4 separate regions of the Rattus norvegicus genome follow, and regions 2, 3 and 4 are each linked to region 1. The links are chromatin contacts, called in public Hi-C maps. All regions are on one chromosome and are shown on one strand. The core of a region is the stretch at or near the end of the contact, and the rest is flanking DNA. Distances in the headings are between cores, read along the strand shown. Region 1 has its middle 47 kb from the start of MGC94891. Region 2 has its middle 85 kb from the start of Pabpc6. Region 3 overlaps LOC120097713 (a long non-coding RNA gene). Region 4 has its middle 220 kb from the start of Pabpc6.

What was found. Hi-C and Micro-C count contacts between places; a contact is called where the count stands out from the background.
Region 2: a Hi-C map of Schwann cells shows a contact between it and region 1, with 10 times the contacts expected there. The contact joins two enhancer-like sites. A contact is called at or near these places in 3 of 12 Hi-C or Micro-C datasets (the A7r5 cell line, Schwann cells and frontal cortex) and 1 of 1 datasets of contacts at active chromatin or transcription factors (oligodendrocytes).
Region 3: a Hi-C map of Schwann cells shows a contact between it and region 1, with 12 times the contacts expected there. The contact joins two enhancer-like sites. A contact is called at or near these places in 1 of 12 Hi-C or Micro-C datasets (Schwann cells) and 1 of 1 datasets of contacts at active chromatin or transcription factors (oligodendrocytes).
Region 4: a Hi-C map of Schwann cells shows a contact between it and region 1, with 8 times the contacts expected there. The contact joins two enhancer-like sites. A contact is called at or near these places in 1 of 12 Hi-C or Micro-C datasets (Schwann cells) and 1 of 1 datasets of contacts at active chromatin or transcription factors (oligodendrocytes).

What each region holds. Positions count from the first base shown.
Region 1 is chr1:54,263,201-54,265,900 of GRCr8, reverse strand. No RefSeq gene overlaps it. Among named protein-coding and RNA genes, the nearest start is that of MGC94891, 47 kb to the left of the region's middle. Within about 2 kb of position 1,345, at least 27 of the 93 cell types and tissues checked have an H3K27ac peak or open chromatin away from gene starts, as enhancers often do. A contact at or near this core is called in Schwann cells, where this site is marked.
Region 2 is chr1:53,506,056-53,508,755 of GRCr8, reverse strand. No RefSeq gene overlaps it. Among named protein-coding and RNA genes, the nearest start is that of Pabpc6, 85 kb to the left of the region's middle. Within about 2 kb of position 1,320, at least 9 of the 93 cell types and tissues checked have an H3K27ac peak or open chromatin away from gene starts, as enhancers often do.
Region 3 is chr1:53,672,927-53,675,626 of GRCr8, reverse strand. All of the region lies in intron 3 of LOC120097713 (a long non-coding RNA gene), which reads right to left. Among named protein-coding and RNA genes, the nearest start is that of Pabpc6, 81 kb to the right of the region's middle. Within about 2 kb of position 1,381, at least 11 of the 93 cell types and tissues checked have an H3K27ac peak or open chromatin away from gene starts, as enhancers often do. A contact at or near this core is called in Schwann cells, where this site is marked.
Region 4 is chr1:53,368,337-53,371,036 of GRCr8, reverse strand. No RefSeq gene overlaps it. Among named protein-coding and RNA genes, the nearest start is that of Pabpc6, 220 kb to the left of the region's middle. Within about 2 kb of position 1,331, at least 12 of the 93 cell types and tissues checked have an H3K27ac peak or open chromatin away from gene starts, as enhancers often do. A contact at or near this core is called in Schwann cells, where this site is marked.

The sequences.
Region 1 (2,700 bases), core at 96-2,595:
CTTTTGTTGCTGTGGTTTTTAGTTTCTCCTGGCAGAAAACCGACTAGCTCAACTTGAGAGTCGATTCTGGAGCAATCTCAGTCTGTAACATGTGGGGGTCCAGTACACATCTGGCTGTAGACACGCCCATGGGTGCGGCTTTAGATCTGTAGCAGACCTTCCTGTGAGTAGTGTGCATTGAAGCTGCCCTCGGAAGGGTCAGATTATAAGCTGTCCTTGGCCAGATGGGGGTAACATACCAGAGCGAGACCCGGAACAGCGCTCTCAGACACATGTCTCTAACACCTCGCTTTCTGAGAAGAGCTCAATGGTGTCCTGAAGCCTCAGAGCTGACGGGAAATTAGTCATTCTGGTCAGCATCCTTAAAGCTTTGATCTTTCCAGCAGCAATGTGAATATTACATATTTTTTTTCCACCGGCATACTTTGTTTTTTTTTTTTTTTTATCACAAAGGACTAAGGCTTAGCCTTTGATAAATTCTCATTTGCAGAGATAAAGTAAATGGGGAAAAAGCATCTGGGACTTTATGGAAAATGGCAATTTCACCCCCAACTCCCCTCCCCCCAGTGATCATTTTGAAGTTTGGAAGGGAAACACACACACACACACACACACACACACACACACACACACACACACACACACACCCCTACCCCTCAAAGCATGGAAAGCGTTAGAATTAAACCAGGCACACAAAGCAATAGAATGGAGAGGAGAAGCTCTCTGACAAGCCTTCTCTTTATTCTCTTGAGCTAAGTCTGCCACACGACACACTGGCATCCGGAAAAGTAAGATTCTGACAGGCTAATTTCAGCTTGTGCTTCCAATGACACGTACACAAGGCACTTGTTACGTTTAGTGACAGTCAGTGTCATTTTCTGTTTAAAAGCAATCCATTTGTGTGCATGCCTATGAGTGCAGGAGCCCTTTGAGGGAGTGGGAAGGACATTTGGGGTCTAGTGAGGGTTTTCACAGTCTCAGGGCTAAGGCAAGGGAAGGGAGTCCTTGTTGGTATCGTCAGGCTGCTTGGATGACCATGTAGGGCAGGGTTCAAGGACAGAGTCATCACATCAACCTGGTGTCTACCCGTGACTTTCCCATCAGCAGTAAGATCTTAGAACCTAAGAGCAGAGGATGAGGTGGTGATTTTGTTTGATTATAGTCCGTCTTGCTGTAGCTGTGAAGTAGAAAAGCTAAAAACAAAGTCTCTGTGGAGTTAGAGGACACATGGAATACAGGAACAGAACAACAAAAATAAAACCGAAGAAAGCTAAAGGAGGACACATGCGGCCAGTAGGTGGCGCCATCACACCATACAGAACCCAGCTTCCTGGCAGCGCTGTGCTGGGGAGATTAGAGCCATATACAATTTCCTGTTGGCATCGAAGGTGAAGTCAAGGGTTGATATAAAGAGCTCCATGAGTCTCTGAAAATGCCGCATGCCGGCAGCAACCCAGGCTCACCCTTAAAAGAACTTCAGGAGTGAGGGCGCCAAGGAGGATACTGAGTCATAGCCCCATCGAAATAGTGTCTGATGTCACTGGCGAAAATAGACCCGGAGATCTCTCTCTTCTGTTTATCCCGCTGTAAAGAAATGACATTCATCGGGTGACTAGAGAGTTCATTTAATTACAAAAGACAGAGCCATAATAGAAAAGCAGGATACGACTCCCTTGTCTAAAAGGTGTGGTGGATATTTGGAACCATGTATTTCCTAACCTGTGGTTTACAGCGTCTTTTAAAATTTGCTTTCTAAAGGAAACAGCATTTCGAACAGCCAAGATTGCTCAGGTCAAGACAGTGTGTAATTACAGTGCCAGATGGAGACTATTTCTGCCAACCACGATTCTAATTTCGTCTTTCCCTTTACCCAGTACTAAATTGAGTCTACTTAATAGAGACACGTACTGCCAAAGCCACCCACAGGCCTGTGTCCCATTCTGATTCCCACCGATCTTGTAACATTTCAGACAAGCTCGGGATTCAGATCGAACAAAGACAAGCTGTGCTACCATAGGGCTGAGTGATCTACAAAGAGGATCTGGGAGACTTAAACAGTGCATATAGGAGGCAGGCACAGTCCTCTGACCAGAAAGCCTTAGGAGGAAGGACAATCTGTCATCCCCCTGTTGTGGATTTAAGCTACTATTTCCTTGCACTGACTCTCAACTATCTCAATAGGGGTTTTGCTCAGAAATCTTTACAGAGTCCATTTCTTCCCCTGCTTGCCGAGTGTGATCATGGGCTAGGGGTTTTATTTAAGCCTCCTCCCCCAAATCACTGGTTTCAGGGCATTGGAACAGGGCATGGTTATCAGTGTGGTACTGATGCAGAGCTGTGGTGACCATGGAGATCTGGATGCTAGCTTCTCCATAGAGGTGTATTTCCTGTTTGTAGGGACTAGAAAGAATGGGAATAGGGCTGGACAGAAGGGAGGGATGGGGGAATATGAAGAGGAGAGGGGAGGAGAAGAGAGTAGAGTGCAGGGAAGGGGAGGAGAAAGGGGGAGGGGAGGGCAGAGGAGGGGAAAAGAGGAAAGGGGGAGGTGGGGGAGGAGAGGGGAGGAGAAGAGGGTGGAGGAGAGGAGTGGGGAGGAGTGAGGAGGACAGGAGGGGAAGGAGGGGGAGGAGAGGAGTGGGGAGCAGTGGGGAGGACAGGAGGGTAGAGGAGGGGGAGGAGAGGAGTGGGGAGGCGAGGAAA
Region 2 (2,700 bases), core at 71-2,570, 760 kb after region 1:
TTTCTCCAAACTGAGCTCTCACTACACACAAATAACAATACTTTAGCGAAATGCTATCTCCTTACCTAGCACAGTCTAGCATCCCATTCATGATCCTCCAGCCTCTGCCACCCAAATGCTGGAATTACCACCACACCAGGCTTCAGGCATTTCTCATTCTTCAGAATGGACACTGTTTCCTAGTACCCTTGAGAACATGGCAGTGTCCAAGATCACAGCTCACCAAGCTGAGGTGCCCCACCTCTCCCTAATCCCACACTATCTGACAAGGCTGCTTTGCCCTCCCAGTTCTTTCGGAGAACCACAATTCCACATCTGTATGACCAAGGTCACAGCCTGCACACTCTGTAGCATCTGCTATTACAAGCCACAGGGATGTAAGTTGACTGTGGAAAAACACCCTGCACTAAAACTAAACTATATGCTAGTATGCAAATCCATTACAGCCTCAGGAAACATTTTCTTATTCCTTTATTATATCAGTTTGCTTACATTCTGCTTGGATACATTTAACAAACTTTTTTCATTCTACTATTTAAACAGTAATTTAACTGAATGGTGAGTGTGGTTCGGTGTGTTACAGGAGATGGACAGAATTACCATCCTGAAGAAAATGAACATCTAGAATAGAAACGGGCAATCAGTTACAACAGTAGAACAGGGAGAGATGTATGAGGTCAGAAGCATTTCTATGTTTCTGTTGATTTGGCTTTAAAACAGCCTCTCTGTAGCCCAGACTCACCTTAATCTCACTACATAGCCATGACTAGTGTTTGGCTCCTACTCCCCTACCTCAGGCTCGTAGTGCTAGGTTTACAAATGTATTGCCACCATGCTTGGCCTTTTTCGATCTCCATGTCAACTTTCCTCGAAAAATAGTAGCTTGTATCAGTGACCCCATGTTTTTCTTAACAAATAAACATTGGTATCTGTCCACTAGACCATCACACCTAAGTCTACCAAAGATCCCCATGCTTATGCTTTAAAGATTTCTTAAGCTGTAGCATCCAAACCAATCACACAATCTAAGAAAGACACTGTCACAAGATCAAATATTGGTAAACACGGCTCAACGTTACTTTTAACTTCTTGAGAAGGAAACGGAAATGAGCTGAGCACTTGAGCATTCCCTGGTAATTAAATTTTCTCAAAGTAGGTCATGGTTCCCATTCCAACTGTCTGAGGCAGCCCATTCGGTCACTGGGCAGCTTTAATTGCTAAAACATTCTTCCCTGTTACCAAGTGAAAGCCCTTCTTCATTTCTCCCCGAGAAGCCAGTTCTGACCTCTGGAGCTCCAAGTGGGGCTGGAATCTTTCTTCTCCATGATGGTGGCCCTTTAGTTCATGGGGTTAGATCTCAGGCCCCTGCTTGCCTTTCTTTCATCCAGACTGGCTCCCAGTCACTGTCACCTTCAGTCTCCTGATCAAGCAGGAGCTGATTTCTGATTACATTTAACCTTGCAGTTTCCTGGTCCATAATATCCAGCCCCTCCTGTTTCTATGGAAGCTAGCTAACAGGACAAGACTGAGTGCCTGTGGCTATGAGTTAACACCGAATGACCTCCCTCCCCTGGCCATTCTCCATATAAACACTGTCACCACCTTTAAGACTGTTTCACACATGTGACTATTTGAACAGTCTTGCCATGTCTGTGTTTGTGCAGCTGGGTTTCACTGACAGGACGACACACTGTCACAGCTACTCTGCTACATTCATAGTCTCAGATTCCACACAGTTCCCACTGTTCCCTGTTATTTAGAGAAACTGGCTCTGGCATGCCTCGTGTTCTGGGAGGGAAGACTCACAACACCCATGCCTTTGATAGACACCATCCTCCAAGTCCTCATGCTGGTAACTGCATATCTTGAATCAGACAGGACCCGGCAGGGGGAAATCCCCTTTGCATCCATAAATGAGGTTTAGAATGACAGTCTTTGAATAAGCCCCTTGGTCCCCTGCCCCTCTTGTCATTGGAGATCTGGTCTGCAAGCTCCTCCACCCCTCCACTTCCTCACTCCCTTCTGCCTTCATCTCTCCAAATGTCCCCCACTAGAGTTGTATTAGTGGAGTGAAGGAAAACGCCATAGATAGAGGCATCTTGGTTTACCAGTTGTCCCATTTTAACCTATGCATTGGCTTCCTCATATGCAATGTGAGATGATACCTACACCTCATAGAATCACTGTTAGGATTAAGAACAGCTTACACCAAGGTCTCAAACCACCGGGAGTGACTAAGTTTAAGTAGCTACAGAATATTGGAGATACTTTAACACTAAAGGAACGCACCACTTTCAGTTCTTATTTCTGCTCTTCTACTTTATGAAGGGCTGGGGATTCAACTCTTGGCCTTGTACATGTTAGGCAAGGGGTATGCCTCCAACCTTTATTTTAGTTTTTCAGTTCTGGGTCTCCTACAGGATCTTCACACCCACAGTCTGCACAGCTCTCCCTCCTGTTCCCCGCTAGGTCTGTATTGTAAGAGTCAACCACTGTTGAACCCGCTGTTAGTGTTCATCTCCTCTGCAAGGGTAGAGCTTGATTAAAAGGAAATCAATTCTTCATTTGGTTCCAAGCAGCTGGTACCATGCTTGCTACATCTACAGTACCCAATACATGCTTCCTCAGTTAAAAGTGAAAAATTCAAGATAAAGTAGAAGGATATTTTTAGAACCCTGAAGGTATGTAAATTCCCAAGAG
Region 3 (2,700 bases), core at 132-2,631, 590 kb after region 1:
GGCTTCTTGCTCTTTCTTGGCAGGCAACGCTGATATGGACACCAATCCCACATTGCTAAGAACATAGATTATCCTGGTAGTTCAATCACAATGACAGTGAGTGAAGCATCTCATCCTGTTAGATATTCTCCATTTTCCACAGGACTTCTTTGAATGGACATCAGGAGTATATCATGCCTGTTCCTTAATTAGGAAGCCAGAAGAGACAAAGAAATTAATACAAAATTTTCTCTGCCTCATAGTTTGTTTTACTTTGGTAACTTGAGTTTATCCCCAAAATATATCCCTTCAGGGACTAGAGAGATAGCTCAGTGGTTAATAACACTTGTTGCTTGTGTGATATATGTTATGGTCTCAGGTACACACACATGTGTTGAAAATTAAATAGATTAATGTTTAAAGAACACTACAATATATGAAATTAAAAACACATTTAAAAATATTTTTTAAATGTCTCTTCACTTCCATGCCATGAAGGCTTCGTGTGTGTGTGTGTGTGTGTGTGTGTGTGTGTGTGTGTGTGTATACATTCATGTATGTGTGTGTGTGTATACATTCATGTATGTGTGTGTGTGTGTATACATTCATGTATGTGTGTGTGTGTGTGTGTATACATTCATGTATGTGTGTGTGTTTATGTGTATGAATGCCCGTGGATCTCTGTGTGAGTGTGCATGAGTTTGTTTGTGTGTGATTGTGTTCCTGCGTGTGAATGTATGTCTGTGGATCTGTGTGTGTGTGTGTGTGTGTGTGTGTGTGTGTGTGCGCGCGCGCGCGCGTTTAACCCTGCATGTGCATAGATTGCTAGAGCAGTCCATACTGGTGTTCTTCCTTTAACTCTTTCAGTATAAATGATGTTTCAAAAAGTACAACTCCTGAAACATGTCAACCTTCTGAATTAATCTTTCCCAACACACACACACACACACACACACACACACACACACACACACACACTTATATAGGCACAGAGATGAATAGAAACACCAACCTCTGTTTAATTTCATCTGTCACAAAGTTCTTGACACAAGATTAAATGTTGGTCATTAGATGAATTCTATTACTGATTACATTTTGGGCATTCTTGAGCTGTAATCAGATCTCCCAGGGTTTTATTTAATTCATTAAATGAAAGAATTAATATGGAACTCATATTGATAAGGGAAATGGATTCCCTAGGTAGTCCTGTCAATATCTAAGCAAAGAGAAAAATAAAGCACCAAAGGGCACTTCACTTTTGTCTGTTCACTGAAGTCAGACCAGCTCCGTGAAGAAATGAAATTATGGCAGTCCAGGCAGATAAAAATGGACCCATGAGACAGACATAGCAAAGCCCGGAGCTCTGGAGCCATCCAGAGGGCTAAGAGGGGAAGGGTGTAAGATCTAAGGAATCTACCCCAGGCTAAATGGAGAGACAGGACAGGCTCTGTCTGGAAAAAGCCACTCAAAGGGATTAGGGCTTCCAGGAAGCTTGCAGGGGGTTGGTGATATATTTACAGCTTGAGTCTCACTAGCAAACACCTCTGATGTCATTGAATGACCCCGAATTACAAGAAAATAATTAAACAATAGCACCAAGGCTGTCTTCCATTGCCTACTGAGGCATAAGATTAGGAAGAAACCCATGAGAAAGCTAAGTCTCTGGGCCTCTCAACTCCAGATAAACAGAATCCAAGTGTCCTGTAAAATGTTAATGAGTTCTAATCAGCAAAGAGGCACTGGCACCAAATAAATTTGCAAGTCCTGGGTGTGGGACACAATGAAACTCTTCAGTAAAGACTCTCACACACTATTTAGTGTGCTGCTCATGATAATTCCCCAACCCAGTGTTGCATTTCCCAAACCCATTTAACTTGGGAATATTTTTCTAATTCAGAGCCCCCATTAGCATTGGACATTTGTGTATGGGTGCCTCTCAATTTGGAAAACAGTGGGTAGGTCCATTTACATTTGAATGGATGCCTGTAGACAGCTCCCATTCTGTCTGTTTGGCACTAAAAGCCCCCAAGGAAGCTGACTCCTGACAGGATAGAGCATAGAAAGACCAGTATGCAGGCTCAGGCAGAAAATCTCCACATTGGCTAGCATGTTCCCAAATCATTAGAATGGACAGTGTTCTGGTCATTTATGCTCAGTGCTCAGATCTGCAAAGAGCCAAGTCAGCCTGTGGGAAGTCATTATGCTCACAGAGACAACTGAGAAGGGAACTGAGCATGGTGAAGGCAATAGGTGAGGGCCGCCCTGCAGGTGTCCATGTAGGTGTCCTCAAAGATATAGTTATGAAAACCCAGTTCAGATTGACCTCATGAACCTGGATCAATTTTCAGGGAGTCTAATGCCAGGCAGTTCATTGCTGGCATATTTAAAACACGGTATAATTTGGAAAAGGGTTTCTAAGCCACAATCAGTCCAGTTCCAGGTGTACAATAAAACTTAACGTATTACTACATAGCAACTCCTTTACAAAGTACATATCACTGTGAGTTCTATAGCTAAAAGAGCTAGTATCAACTGAGGTCTTTACTGAGACAGCACAGAGGTCACCAGGCAATAAAGTGCATGAGACATCTCCCTGAAGGGATAGGGGAATTTGGGTGAGGTCTGCCTCTACTGGTAGCAAAAAGGTCATTGGGTCATTAACAAAAATCACTCCCAGCTGTCTGGGCAGGAAACAGGTATTTTATTTCCTCCATTGAGAAA
Region 4 (2,700 bases), core at 82-2,581, 890 kb after region 1:
AAAAGGCAAAAGCCCACCGCCAAACGAATTGAGAGAAAGGTGTTCGTTGGAAGTGTTTCACTTGGCCAACGCTGCATAGTTCAAGTACACTAAAAAGTTCCATTTCATCATGCTGGATCCATCATTTCTAACATTTACCTGAGAGAAAACACTTTGATGTGTGACTACTATCAACATAAAAAATATTTTCCTAGGGATCACTAATTAGCCAAGCAGAGGGTGACTGATTTAAAAGGGCCTATGTTTTTCTTCCTCAGAAAGGTTTCAAAAGGAAGGGATGCATTTTTGAAACAATAATCCAGATTTCATTGATCCACGCTGCCTACTGGACTCCAGGCTTCTGGACTGACCTTTGGCCCAGTGGGAAGTCAAGCCCCCAACACTTCCAGCAGGGGGCTCTGTCCCCCAGCACAGACTCTGAAGTACTCTAAGACAGTTCAAGGTTAAGATGGCTCCACAAATAACAAGCCAGAGACATAGTCCGGCCATTAGGGCGATGCAGCCTAAGTGTGTGATTATGGCTCAGGAATGTTGCCGTGAGGGAAATCTGTGCTGAGATCTTATTATTGGGTCTTATCATGTGTGTGCTTTTATATCTCACCAAGAGAAGGGATGCGGGTTGCCATACACAAGGAGCCAAAGAGCATTTTTATGAAATAACCATCAAATGATAGGGTTCACATTAAAAATACTGAAAGATTTGATGGTTTGCCTAAAATGGTTGACAACTCACAAATGCCAATTTTCCATTAAAGGAAATAGTGTGGAAAAGAGAAAATGTGAAAGTAAAGTTGGAGGTAAATGGAAATGAATTAGCTCTCCTGAGATGACAGGCTGAATTTTGCAAAAAGCAATTTCTACAATTAGGAGAATGGTGATGTTTGAAGGAAGCCGTATTTTGATGGATCTGCAGTCTAGATGATTTTTTTTCCTTAAACTCCTTTATTTTTCATTTCCTACTCTATCTCCCCTGCAAGGGACCGAATCAAGAAGTCCTTTAAATACTTAAGATTTGAATTGTAACTAAATAAAAAATATTTGGTTCAAAGTTTAAGTGGTACCACTTTGAGCAAGAAACATCAGAAAGAGAGTAAGTACCCATGCCAGACCAAAGCTGCAAAACAGAAAGTTAACACAGGCTGCTACTTGTTCTTGCTTTATTTCAGGAGATGATGGCTTCTAGAAGGGGCTCGCATCCCCACTGGGAGAGAGACTGCTGCCGGACAGGTGCAAGTAGCTAATGAAGGATGACATTTGCAAGAGAGTGGAACAACTTATTCCCTTCCCAGCCCGAAGAGGCTTTCTGTGTAAGGCCCAAAACACAGGCACACAGCGCATGTCATACGGGAAGCTGTCAGGCCTGCGCCGTCCCTTTGTTGAAACACCATAACTCTGTCTATAAATAAAACAAATAGTCTGCACTCAAATTTCCGCATGATCGTGTGCCGAAGATTCTCAGAGCGTGAACTACTTTGTCCCACATTAAATGTCACCCTTACGGGAAGATGCCGCTGTCTCTTGGGTTGTCTCTGTATTAACTTTTCATATTCTTGGGGAGTGTTCCTGGCGGAATGAGCCCCGGGTGCTTGCGGTGAACTGCTGGTGGAGGTCACGGGTGGAGAGAACACTGTGTAATGTAAGTACTCAGTCTCCTACAAGGGCAGCATTCACTGGGAATGTGATTTCAACAGAGGCCAGCCGCTCCGCCAGGCGTACCTCGCCCAAGCAAGGCCACATGGGATCTATTTCTAGCAGCTAATTATGGGGTACTGGAATAACAACCCTGGATAAAGGGAAGAGATAGCCACAGAGCTCACATGAAGAGCGTGTTTGCCATTGGCCAGTCCCTAAGGGGCCGAACCCAGTCCGGAGGTGGGGGTGCAGTGGAGGGGAAGAGACCAAGCCCGAGCCTTTGAAGTTTACAGCACAGTTGTAACTCAAAGCAAGCAACTGCTTCACAGAGTCAGTCCAGCCCAGACAGTTCAAGTAGAAAGTGCCCCAAATATCAGCCAAGGAGAGAGAGAGACATGCTGGCAAAATATGAGGGCGCACTTCAGGTGAAGACACGTAGGCAGGATCCACCATTTCTGGCTCCAGGGTATTGGAGTCACCCAGCATGAAGCTTCAGGGTGCTGAGCTGCTGTGTCCCATAGGCAAGGGTTCTTGGAATCAGGTCCACACGCAGCTCAGAGAGGCCCAAAGGCGGATCTAAGCCACTAGACAGGTTTGCACACTTCAGGTCCAGGGCACTTTGTTAAAACACGGAATAACGTCACCAAGTGACTAAGTAAGGATCGTGCGTTCACCCGTGCTTGAACTCTGTCTCTCAGCACGAGTGAGGATTTGATTAAACATGGGGCTAAAGGCATTCGGGGGTTGATAACCTCCTCCAAGAGCAAAGTAATTGTGCATTTAAATTTTAAGACTCTTAAAAATAACCCTTCTGTGGTGACCCCGTACAAGCTCTTTCAATCATTTCCCGTCTCCTGGTAGCACTCTTCAGGGGTGTAAGGGTGTGACCATGAATTTTAGCTGTTTAACATAACTGAGACACGTGTGTTCAGTGACATTTCGATCCTTCCCCCCAATTTCCTCTCTTTCATAGGCCTTGGAGTCCTGTTTGTGACTTCACGTCCTCCCACACTCCCGTCGTCCTCATAGCTTTATCATTTCTGGCTCAGAACCTTCACAGTGAACGCT